Linked DNA regions of Salmo salar: region 2 is linked to region 1. A link is a contact called in public Hi-C data. All regions are on one chromosome and are shown on one strand. The core of a region is the stretch at or near the end of the contact, and the rest is flanking DNA. Distances in the headings are between cores, read along the strand shown. Region 1 has its middle 43 kb from the start of LOC106613039. Region 2 holds the start of LOC106613039 (hypermethylated in cancer 1 protein-like).

Region 1 (6,568 bases), core at 2,933-5,432:
GGATTGAATCTCCGAGCTGACAAGGTAGAAATCTGTCGTTCTACCCCTGAGCAAGGCAGTTAACCCACTGTTCCACGGGTGCCAATGACATGGATGCCGATTAACGCAGCTCCCTGCATCTCTCTGATTCATGCGGATGACACATTTCAGTTGAAGGCATTCAGTTCCCTTTACTGTACACAACAGTGCCCTGGGTAGGGCACCAGGAAAACACTACAAAGTTAGGCCTGATAGCTGATGCATGAGGCGTTAGGGCATAGACAGGGCTAGCTCAGGGTCATTCAGTATAGGCCAGACAGAGCTGACGAGCCTGATGTAAACCTGTGTGTTGTCAGGCAGTGATATCCTGTCCAAAAGAGTTGCATGCTTGGTCTCAATGTCATATTTCTGCCCTCATAACGACAACGTCACATTGTGCCCCCCGCGCGCCAGCCCTCTGTCCGAGAATTCCTTTCCTGCGCTCCAAGAGTCACTTCCTGTGCTGTGTAGCAGAGTGTCCCCATCGCCACGGAAACAGCGCAGCACAGAGAGGAGCGGCCTAATGCTCCACTCTTCCTTATGGGACTCCAGAGGACTAGGGAATAAAGCTGAACGTGTACACACAAAGTCGCGCACCAACATACACACACGTACACAAACACACATACACACACCCTCCCTGTGTGGGCGGAGGCAGCATGTCCCATAATGGCACAGGGAGTGTGTGTTGAGGGAGGGCGAGGCCTGGGGGAGGGACCTGGGGGGTCCATTGTTTTCAGTCTGGAAGGCATCACTGCTGGGCGCGGGAGGGGAAGGTGAGCCAAGAGTCAAGGAAAGGCTAAATTTAGAACACCTTAGTCCAAATATTAAAAATGTTCTTAAGCATATTCAGAAACTCACGTATACATTACTGCATGTGTGTATTGGTGGAATAAATGACCTAATAATAGGAAGTAAGCGAACGTAAGAAAGGTCTCCCTTTTCAAAACTTAACAGACAAGTGTGAGGTGGTCTGGCTACGTCATTTATTGCAGCAAGTGTATGGGAAATAAGTGACATAAGTGAATGGGTAGTTCCTCCCCATGTGTAATGGAGTAGACAGTCCTTGTTGTACAGTTGCTCTCCGGCAGAAAAGTAGCATGTCTCTCTGTCCCTGCAGAGTCGGCATGTCTCTCTGTCCCTGCAGAGTCGGCATGTCTCTCTGTCTCTGCATGTCTCTGCAGAGTCGGCATGTCTCTCTGTCCCTGCAGAGTCGGCATGTCTCTCTGTCCCTGCAGAGTCGGCATGTCTCTCTGTCTCTGCAGAGTCGGCATGTCTCTCTGTCCCTGCATGTCTCTGCAGAGTCGGCATGTCTCTCTGTCCCTGCAGAGTCGGCATGTCTCTCTGTCCCTGCAGAGTCGGCATGTCTCTCTGTCTCTGCATGTCTCTGCAGAGTCGGCATGTCTCTCTGTCTCTGCAGAGTCGGCATGTCTCTCTGTCCCTGCAGAGTCGGCATGTCTCTCTGTCCCTGCAGAGTCGGCATGTCTCTCTGTCCCTGCAGAGTCGGCATGTCTCTCTGTCCCTGCAGAGTCGGCATGTCTCTCTGTCCCTGCAGAGTCGGCATGTCTCTCTGTCCCTGCAGAGTCGGCATGTCTCTCTGTCCCGCAGAGTCGGCATGTCTCTCTGTCCCTGCAGAGTCGGCATGTCTCTCTGTCCCTGCAGGGTCGGCATGTCTCTCTGTCCCTGCAGAGTCGGCATGTCTCTCTGTCCCTGCAGAGTCGGCATGTCTCTCTGTCCCTGCAGAGTCGGCATGTCTCTCTGTCCCTGCAGAGTCGGCATGTCTCTCTGTCCCTGCAGAGTCGGCATGTCTCTCTGTCCCTGCAGAGTCGGCATGTCTCTCTGTCCCTGCAGAGTCGGCATGTCTCTCTGTCCCTGCAGAGTCGGCATGTCTCTCTGTCCCTGCAGAGTCGGCATGTCTCTCTGTCCCTGCAGAGTCGGCATGTCTCTCTGTCCCTGCAGAGTCGGCATGTCTCTCTGTCCCTGCAGAGTCGGCATGTCTCTCTGTCCCTGCAGAGTCGGCATGTCTCTCTGTCTCTGCATGTCTCTGCAGAGTCGGCATGTCTCTCTGTCCCTGCAGAGTCGGCATATCTCTCTGTCTCTGCATGTCTCTGCAGAGTCGGCATGTCTCTCTGTCCCTGCAGAGTCGGCATGTCTCTCTGTCTCTGCATCTCTCTGCAGAGTCGGCATGTCTCTCTGTCCCTGCAGAGTCGGCATGTCTCTCTGTCCCTGCAGAGTCGGCATGTCTCTCTGTCTCTGCAGAGTCGGCATGTCTCTCTGTCCCTGCAGAGTCGGCATGTCTTGAGCTGTTTCCTGCTGGCTGCCCAGCCCTGACCCGCCTGGCTGAGGCTCGGCCACATACACGCACACACACACACACACACACACACACACACACACACACACACACACACACACACACACACACACACACACACACACACACACACACACACACACACACACACACACACACACACACACACACACACACACACACACACACACACACACACATGCTAACTAGGGTCCCAGGCAGGAAAGAGGACAGTCTCCTCAACAGGTGCTCTGCTGGGCTTCTGTAACTCATCATAGTCTGAAGTACACAAACATTATGACACCACATTCCACTGTTAGTGTAGCCTACCTAAACTAGACTGGTCATTATTCTACTGTTAGTGTAGCCTACCTAAACTAGACTGGTCATTATTCTACTGTTACTGTAGCCTACCTAAACTAGACTGGTCATTATTCTACTGTTAGTGTAGCCTACCTAAACTAGACTGGTCATTATTCTACTGTTAGTGTAGCCTACCTAAACTAGACTGGTCATTATTCTACTGTTAGTGTAGCCTACCTAAACTAGACTGGTCATTATTCTACTGTTAGTGTAGCCTACCTAAACTAGACTGGTCATTATTCTACTGTTAGTGTAGCCTACCTAAACTAGACTGGTCATTATTCTACTGTTACTGTAGCCTACCTAAACTAGACTGGTCATTATTCTACTGTTAGTGTATCCTACCTAAACTAGACTGGTCATTATTCTACTGTTACTGTAGCCTACCTAAACTAGACTGGTCATTATTCTACTGTTAGTGTAGCCTACCTAAACTAGACTGGTCATTATTCTACTGTTACTGTAGCCTACCTAAACTAGACTGGTCATTATTCTACTGTTAGTGTAGCCTACCTAAACTAGACTGGTCATTATTCTACTGTTACTGTAGCCTACCTAAACTAGACTGGTCATTATTCTACTGTTAGTGTAGCCTACCTAAACTAGACTGGTCATTATTCTACTGTTAGTGTAGCCTACCTAAACTAGACTGGTCATTATTCTACTGTTACTGTAGCCTACCTAAACTAGACTGGTCATTATTCTGCTGGTAGTGTAGCCTACCTAAACTAGACTGGTCATTATTCTACTGTTAGTGTAGCCTACCTAAACTAGACTGGTCATTATTCTACTGTTACTGTAGCCTACCTAAACTAGACTGGTCATTATTCTACTGTTAGTGTAGCCTACCTAAACTAGACTGGTCATTATTCTACTGTTACTGTAGCCTACCTAAACTAGACTGGTCATTATTCTGCTGGTAGTGTAGCCTACCTAAACTAGACTGGTCATTATTCTACTGTTACTGTAGCCTACCTAAACTAGACTGGTCATTATTCTACTGTTACTGTAGCCTACCTAAACTAGACTGGTCATTATTGTAGTCTGTCCATTGCTGCATTGCCCCAGTTAAGCTGTTGTGTTGTGTTGTGTTGTGTTGTGTTGTGTTGTGTTGTGTTGTGTTGTGTGTAAGACCCTAACCGGACGGTATGAGGAAGTGAGCCTGGAGTTAGCCTGAACAATAAAGGTGAGACTGGCTATTCTACTGTGTTCAGCTTTATTATCATTTACCTCCAGTCCTGCAAGTGTGTGTGTGTGTGTGTGTGTGTGTGTGTGTGTGTGTGTGTGTGTGTGTGTGTGTGTGTGTGTGTGTGTGTGTGTGTGTGTGTGTGTGTGTGTGTGTGTGTGTGTGTGTGTGTGTGTGTGTGTGTCTGGTTTTACCATCGTGGTTTTCTAGTGGCATGTCCCCATGCTAGCCTGCTGCGTGCTGTGGTGTGGCGTAGCTACGTGTGGAGAGTGGGACAGTGGCGTGTTGAGTGTGGCGGGCCAGGCACGTTTCCCCTCATAGCTGGGGCATGATGTCAGTCTCTATGTGGGGCCTGAGGGGGCGGGGGCAGGAACAGAGCAGGGGACACTGACTCGGTGCCAAGGAGATGAAGAGGAGGGAGGGAGGGAGGGACCTCATCAAGGAGAGCTGGATCAGGAAGTGAATGAGGTCTGAGTGCATCAACCTGGCTGGGAGACGTCAACTCTTACAAACCGTTGTGTGACACTGACAGCAATGGCACTGGATTTGCTGTAGTGACATTTTCAATGGAAGCCTGGTTCCACACCTCAGTAAACCACCCGCTTTGCAATGACTGGTTGTAAAATGTAAAATGCCCATAAACCAGTAATGAGCAGAAGCTGAGATACTCTACATTGGATACTGTACAGTCTGGAAGGTAGCACAGTGTCATGCTCTGTTGTCATATTGCCCTCACAGTACAGTACCTCTACTACTCTAAGTCAATTATCAGCCTCTGATCTGTAATTATCAGCAATTATCTTCCTACCACCACTCCTTTTCTCAGTTCTACTGGCGTCCCCTTTCTGTGTTGAGGCCTACCCCACTCCCTTTCCTGTGATTCCACTAAGAGTGTTTACAGTCCTGACATATTATTAACACTCATATTAAACAGCGAGGGTACCACCCTGTACCGACAGAGCTCTTGGAAAGCACTTCACTAATGGAGGTGAAGTCACAGCTGTCTCGGCCAACCAAGTGGCACACTTCTAAACATAACATACTGTATATCCATTGGAGAGGTCGGTCACTCTACTTGGAGTACATTACCCATAACACCTTTTAAGAGATGTTATAGCCAAGACATTATGCATAATGTACCCGGCCAGTACACACATTCAGCACTGATTACTGAACAACACAGCCTTGATGTGATAGAGTGCATGATAGTAAGCTGCTTTAGGGAGTAAATTATCATTTAAATGGTTTACTTCTTCACAAGAGTCTGATTCCTCTCAGGTTTTATATCAGTGTGTGATCTCTGCTATCCTCTGTAACAACTTGGCTCCACTTGATGTATTGGGCCCCACTGTTTTCATAATAATATTGTTCTATTGTCCAGTCCTCCCATTCTGCTGTCTATTTTTACCACTGCTCATATGAATCAGCCAATAGGGGGTATTGTTTATGTCTATTCTCTAAACATAACACCGGCAACCACAGGTAGAGTGTGAATGGGACTCCATGTTAACGATGACACATGGTCCTCGCCTCCCTGTGTGTGTATAATTACAACCAAATGGCGGATAGTGTATGTGTGTGTATGAGCGTGCGTGTGTGTATGAGCGTGCGTGTGTGTGTGTGTGTGTGTGTGTGTGTGTGTGTGTGTGTGTGTGTGTGTGTGTGTGTGTGTGTGTGTGTGTGTGTGTGTGTGTGTGTGTGTGTGTGTGTGTGTGTGTGTGTGTGTGTGTGTGTGTGAGTTGAGCACATGGTTTCTCTCCCCCGTGCGTCTCTAATCAGACAGTCCCCAGGAGTATGACGTGAGAGGGGTCTAACTGCACTGAGCCACTAAGCTACATCATAAATCAGCTCTGCCCTTGGAAAGACCTGCACACGCAACACAAGCTAGGCTAACACGCTAATGTACCATAGCTACCGAGTATGTAACTGCAACATCGCTCGGTTCTGTTGACATACTGTAGGACGGGGTGTCAAATCGATTTTGCTGTGTATTCAGTCTTCACCAATGTTTTTCTAATGTTCGATGCACACTGAATGTCTGCTTTTGACTCTGTGATGGTCAGAGTGAAGAGACTGTATACATGTAGGTCCATTGTCATTTCTACACAGTCCAACTGACAATCTCTTAGGAAAAAAATATGAACTATTGGAACCAAGACTTTAAAAGAACTGATATTGGCATAAGATGGAGGGAATGTTGGAGCGTAACTAACAAAATTACAGTTAACAAAAATGTATTGCTTAATCCAGTATAAACTCATGTATATAATTTATTATAAAAGAGATCAAATTCAGAAATGCTAAAGCACAATGGCAGAGTCATGTCTTAAGTGTAAAACTAACAATGACTCAATAATCCAGGCCTTCTGGGAATGCTATGAAGTCAGAAGTCATGGGCAGAGTTAGAAAGTTGACTGTCAGAAGTATTACAACGTAAACGTACTGTTAATCTGTCTGTCCGCATATTTCAAGACATGAGAGACAAGATATGAGGGTGCAGTGACATACCCGATGGTTGGATGATTCTCTTCTGGAAATCAACCAATCCTCCACCGTTAACACAATCGAAAGGTCAAATGCTGTATTATCTAAATGTTGAAAGTGCGTGGGCGACGAAGAGAAACAAAATGGTGCATTTTGAAGCCATGCGCTGGAGATGGGGGTGTGAGCAGGTGGGTCTGGGCAGG
Region 2 (6,568 bases), core at 3,049-5,548, 44 kb before region 1:
CTACAAAACATTAGGAACACCTGCTCTTTCCATGACTGACTGACCAGGTGAATCCAGGTGAAAGCTATGATCCCTTATTGATGTCTCTTGTTAAATCCGCTTCAAATCAGTGTAGATGAATGGGAGGAGACAGGCTTAACAAGGATTTTTAAGCCTTGATACAAGGATTGTGTACGTGTGCCATTCAGAGGGTGAAGGGGCAAGAAAAATATATTTGAACGAGGTAAGGTAGAAGTTGCCAGGCACACCGGTTTGAGTATGTCAAGAACTGCAACGCTGCTGTGTTCTTTACATTCAACAGCTTCCTGTATGTATGAAGAATGGTTCACCACCCAAAGGATATCCAGCCAACTTGACAACCCTGTGGAACACTTTTGATACCTTGTAGAGTCCATGCACCGACAAATTGAGGCTGTTCTGAGGGTAAAAGGGGGAGCATCTCAATATTAGGAAGGTGTTCATCATGTTTTGTCCACTCAGTGTAAGTTTGGAGGTGTGTGATTTAGGTGACAGCAGACTTTTTGGTGCCTGGAGCTTTTTAGCTGCTGCAGCTCACCTTATCTCAATGTCTGGTTCCTAAGTGTAGTTCTGGAGGAAGTGGCTCTCTCGCTCACAGAATATCAATGAATAAAATGGTGTATTCCCAAGTTAAATTATTGTATGAAAATGTATCGAAACTCATAGATCCTTAGATGGCCCGTATCCTTGTCTGGTTCCATTCTGCCCACCTCTGTGACCAAGGTTATCAACAGTTCATCATGGGAACCTGGAAGTGAGCGAGACAATACCTCCTCTCCTCCAGGCCGGGTGACTTTGACCACTCTAATGAAACAGCAGCCAGCAGCATCTTGAACTTGGATAATACCAAGAGGAAGACCCTCGATCAGAAGATTGTCAGTTGCTATTGTGATTGAAATACCACAACACGCGTTGGCTGAGACATGAATAGGCTTCTGCTCGGTAAGTGTCCTACTAAATCAACATCTTTTGTCTAAAGCCCAGCAACAAGATAATGATGGTGAAATAATCAGGGAGCCGTCCAGTGGTGTTCATAATAACCTGTAGCAGCTCTTATCATACTGACACGGCGTTGGTCAGACAATGGGAGGATTGGCTGTTGGAGGGAGCAGTCACAATCCACAGCAAGGCTTATGGAATCGTCTATAGGGAACGGTTGAGTCGTTATGATCATTAAAGATAAGAGATTGAAAGTCACTGATTGACCAAAATAACTAAATTGACATATCAAATGTCTTATGGAAACCTTGTTGATTTCTGTCATGCAAATAGGTATTTTAAAAAGACACCTGCTACATATTTGGTAGTCAGCACCATGCTAACACCTGTGTAAAACATTGTAAGCAGGTACATTTTCATATCAAATGAGGAGTTCAGACAAATTGGCATATAATTTCCTGTTCAAAATAACAGATTGTCTAAAATAGAAGGGAAATGTAAATATGAACACAATATTAACCTCAATGATTCTGCTTTCAATAATTAATCAAATTTTGCAAAAAATTGTCATGCTTTTGGTACAGTTTTAGATATTTTTCAAATTATGGATTATATAGAGAGTTAAGTATTGTGCCCGTCTTTACCCATGCTTGTGCCACTGAGGGAAAAAAATATCACATTAGAAAGTTTTGGAACAAATAGTGACTGGCATCCATACGGTTTTAAGTGCTTTACTGATCTATTCTATGAGCCGTCCATTAAGCCGGCATATCTGGTAATACAGTGAATCTGACAGAAGAAGTTCACATACAGCTTGGAGTATGGAGAAAATATATACACTGAAATGGCAAAGCAAGTGTAATATGGATTTTTCTTAATTCCAAATAGAATATAAACACAGTGCAAATGAACGGGTTTAGCAGTGAATGACGGTAACTTTACGCACAGAAGGCTGCTGCGCACATTACAACCTAGAATGCCAACCATTGGGTGTCGCTGTGGGCGCACCCATCCGGCCATCAGCCCTGGTCTGATCCGACCCCGACCAAATCTGAAGAGGTGTCGATATAGTATTATTGCACGTGAGAAATAAAAGAGCGTGCGGGGCAGAGAGAAAGGGCGAACGGTGATAGAGAGTTGGAGAAAACACGGAAGAGGTTGGTAATAGCACGGAATTTTAGGCGAGTGAGCGTGGAAGTCTGGATGGGGGGATCCCGAGGAGAAGATTTCACAAACGGCCACGACACCAGACATGAGTCCGAGGTGGGTAAATGACAGTTGGGAGAGAGCGCGCGATGGCCTCCGCTAGCCTCATGAATATTTACATAACGTCTGCATACTTACCGCGACTTCAGGTGCATTCAGTCAGTGAAGCCAATACGAGCTCTCCTACTTATGTATATATTTATTTACTTTTTGAACAGTTGTCTGTCAGCTGGCAAGTATAGACTTAACATGCCAGCACCTGACGCCTAAATTATATCGCATTTTAAAAGCTTTAAATTATCGTGAGGTTGCTTAGGGGTAAATCTAAAACAAAATCTCCCGAGAATGTCTCTCAATCTAAAGTTACTTATTTTTCTTCGAAGGATTCGAGAGAGGAAACGTACCATACTAATTCAAAACAAACGTGTTTAACTTAAGATGTTTCTGATAACGGCAAAAGGCCCATTTGCAGTGACAACGATTTCCAATTAGTAGCCAAAGATTGGTATACCTACAGTCAATTGGTAGAAGAAAAATATATCCTTTGACATATGCTCAGCTTCTAAAAGTTTTAGAACTGATGTAAATTAGAAAAGTTGATTGAGAGATGATTTTCAGATTGTCAGACAACAGTGCAACTAGGCCCATTGCTGTGTATTAAAAATAGAAAAGGCTACAATAATTTGTAATTGTACATGATCAAATTCAGAACTGTGTACTACTGTGTGTAAAACACTGAAATCACTGTAGGCCTGAAAACAAACAAAACTGCATAAAATCCCTAAACAACCATAACAGCTGTCATGATTAATATATATTTAACAAAATTATGAAAACAACATGTAAAGTCTTGGTCCCATGTTTCATCAGCTAAAAACAAGAACAAAAGATCCCAGAAATTGTCCAGATGCACAAAAAGCTTATTTCGCAAATGTTGTGCACAAATTTGTTTAGATCCCTGATAGTGATCATTTCTCCTTTGTCAAAATAATCCATCCACCTGACAGGTGTGGCATATCAAGAAGCTGATTAAACAGCATGAAGAGTATCTGTCTGTAATAAAGATATTTTGTTGGGGCAAACTTATCCTGATTGGCCAATACCCTCACATGGTTGCACCCCTGCCCAGTCATGTGAAATACATAGATTAGGGCCTAATGAATTTTTCAATTGACTGATTTCCTTGAATGATGTTTCACTCAGTACAATCTTTGAAATTGTTGCATTTTTTTGTTCAGTATATTGTAATTATTTTGGGGCTAATTTACAGTACAATGTAGGTACACTTAATCACTTGTAACTGCGTGTATATGTAGCTTACCCCAAACGTAGAGTTAGGTACCTTTTCCGCTCCAAAATAGGCCCACGTTTTACGCATGAAAAGAAATAAGGCCAATGACTGCACTACTAGGTTACTATATAGTGTATGGTTGCAGGATTACCTTATATTTATATTTGATGGATAAATATCAGGGGACAGAGTTCTGCTCTTCCCCACCACCTCTGTCAGTGCTCTGAGTGTCACAGGATATGGGCCGTGGCAGTCTACTGTAAGCTCTTGTCTGCTTGTCTTTACCTGAGCAGGTGAGACTCATTAGACATTATGCTACAATCAGTAGACACCAAACTTTAACGATGAAGTGACTCTAAGTTAGCCAATGGGGGTTGGATTGTAGAATGTCACATCCGTATAGGCTATCAACGGTTTACCCACTAATAGTACACCATATCAATAGCACATTTTAAACTATCCAGTGGAGGCTGTTGGGGGGAGGAAGGCTCATAATAATGTCTGGAATGGAGTCAATGGAGTGGTATCAACCATATCAAACACATGGTCTCCTTGTGGTTAATACCATTACATTGACTCCATTCCAGCCATTATAATGAGCCGTCCTCCCCTCAGCAGCCTCCACTGAAACATCATAGGATGAACCTTATAAGTAGGTTTAATTGAAATATCCATGAACTAAAGGGCGTAGTGTTAAAGATCAGTTTCAGTCAAATGGTATATGAATAAACCAGCCATCATCTATCGGTGTGTAGGCTATTTCCCCATGGTCTAATTGTTGACAATAAGCATTTTTTTTACGGGTCTCATATGTCTCCAAACTTCAGTTCAGTACGAAACTGCTGTGGGATATACAATAAAGGCCTGTCTCTTTAAGACGAAGTCGCGATGTGTTGTGAAGTTCAAGTTGGGGTCAGTTGAATGAAGTTCCTGCCCTCGATTTTAACTTTGAGTTTTATTATAGACTGACATCGCACGGGGTGCTAAAACACTTACGGCGCATAGAGGCTCCATTATTGTGCGTTATAGCCTCGACACAAAAAATAGCCAAGGAAATTACTAAAATAAAACAGGAGGAAACTAATGCTGGACTAAGCACGTATTTTTTTAAAGGAGGGGGTGAGAAAGAGAGGGGAGGGGCAGATAGAGCGAGGGAAGGAGGACACAGAGAGAGAGAGAGAGGGAGGGAGGGAGGGAGGACGGAGAGAGTAACAAGAAATTCATAGCAATTAATAATAAAACGTTTTGGCAGTCGTGCTTGGAAAACTGGCATGGTTTTTGGAGGCTGGCAGTTCAAAGTTGAAACGTCAGAAATTACTCCAAAAGACTGCTGAGATGATCATTAAGGGAGACTTAGATCGGATGGCAGAAGAGATCGGGCATCCAGGTAACGTTTCAATACCAGCTTTTTAAAGACCACTACAGTTACAGAACAGGCAAAATTATTGAGACCAGATATTGACAATATTTCACTTTTTAGCGATTTTAATGTGAACATAGGGGGTTTATCGCGGGTTCAGTGTTTGGTTAGTGTTTGTGTATTTTGAATGCAAATGAGGAACTTTTAAAATCATAGTAATGTTTTCCTAATTTTGCGATGGAACCCATTAGTTAATAGATGTTTATTTGTAACAAGACATGGTTGCTTATGTGAGCAGTCTTTTGTTTGATTCAAACATTCTCAGCTCCAACAAATTACGAATAGACTACACAATTGTATCATGTTAAATGGATCACTGGACTAAATTCTATATACACTATAACAAGGTCAGATTTCTATTGGATTATTTGCTATCAGATGGTTGTGTAGGTATCTAGCTTTTATACAGAAAACAGCGTAGTTCAGTCTCTGGGTGTTCAGCATGATGCCTCGTCCTCAGTCAGTCAGTGGTAGTAAATTGATGCAGTGGGTCTCGGTGCAGCGTTCACCCCCCTTCCACCACAGTGCAGCTATAGGTCACAGCTCGCCTAGCATCGGACTAATGAAGGGTTCATGGTGCTTCACATGGAGTTGATTCTATTTTAGCCAGAGCGATGACGGCTTTATCTGTTCCTGTTCTGTTCCTCTCCCAACCCCTCTGCACGTTGCTATGTCAACATTTAATTGATGTCGTTTATCAAAACATCAATCATCAATCACAAAAATATTGACAACACAGTACGCAACACAGTATGTCATAGGCTATCACTAATTTATAGTTATTTCAATGAAATGTAGGGCTGCTTGAATTTCCGTTTGTACGATATTTGCGGAGATTATTTATTGTAGACTCATGGTTATCAGACTGAGATAACGACTGGTGATGCACTATAGAAGTCAGGGATGGTTTTATGCGCGTTGAAGTCTCGGGATGTGTCTAATGCAAGGACAAGATTACAGAAGTAGGAATTGCGAAAGCGAGATTTAAGATACCTAAATCATGTATATCATGTCGTTTTGTTGTTGTATCCTATCTTTAAAGGAAATAGGCCTATAAGCCTGAATAACAAATTACTTCTCTAATGGTCAATTTCTTGATAAACGATGTATTTAATAAGAAATGTTGTAAAAATCTATGGCCTAATGGACGCATTGAGTAGGAATATAATTACATTTTCTGAAGAAGTTGACAGGACTCAGAAGTAGGCGAGTCTGTTTTGTTAAAAGGGCAAATTTGAGTTTGCAGGCCTACTTCCCATCTCGGTGTGTATTCAATCAAATCTAATGATTTAATTAAGACATGGTTGCACAAAACTAGACTTATCTTTTACAACTTTACAAACTTTACTGCAGGCAAAATACCTTTTAAAAAAGGAGGCACATTTAAAAATATAAGTTTTGTTGGCCTATCTCATGCAAGTTAGTGGTTGACAAGGAAACTAACAGCCAGAACATAGTTTAAAACAAATAAAAAATGTAAAACCTTAGCCTGTGAGTTATTTTTTAGGAGGCCCCTTTAATAAAGGAGCTCGTGTGCACTTGTCTCCCGTCGGGATTATGAATGGAAGTCTGGGGTCTCTATTCTAGAGAGATGAGGCGCGCAGATCGCGAGTTTCAGCATTTGAAATGTCCCTGATAAGGAAGTCAACGAAATAGCGAATCAAAATCATAACAAAGGTAAAGGCAAGGTTTCG

The links. Hi-C and Micro-C count contacts between places; a contact is called where the count stands out from the background.
Region 2: a Hi-C map of muscle shows a contact between it and region 1, with 8 times the contacts expected there. The contact joins the promoter of LOC106613039 here to the enhancer-like site in region 1. A contact is called at or near these places in 2 of 3 Hi-C or Micro-C datasets (gill and muscle).

Annotation. Positions count from the first base shown.
Region 1 is chrssa09:131,905,650-131,912,217 of Ssal_v3.1, reverse strand. No RefSeq gene overlaps it. Among protein-coding and RNA genes, the nearest start is that of LOC106613039, 43 kb to the left of the region's middle. Within about 2 kb of position 4,182, at least 1 of the 13 cell types and tissues checked has an H3K27ac peak or open chromatin away from gene starts, as enhancers often do. A contact at or near this core is called in muscle, where this site is marked.
Region 2 is chrssa09:131,949,876-131,956,443 of Ssal_v3.1, reverse strand. It overlaps LOC106613039 (hypermethylated in cancer 1 protein-like), which reads left to right and starts at 4,298. Exons shown (of 4, transcript XM_014214919.2): 1 at 4,298-4,841. The coding sequence starts at 4,790. It overlaps LOC123744740 (a long non-coding RNA gene), which reads left to right and starts at 1,999. Exons shown (of 2, transcript XR_006771171.1): 1 at 1,999-2,220.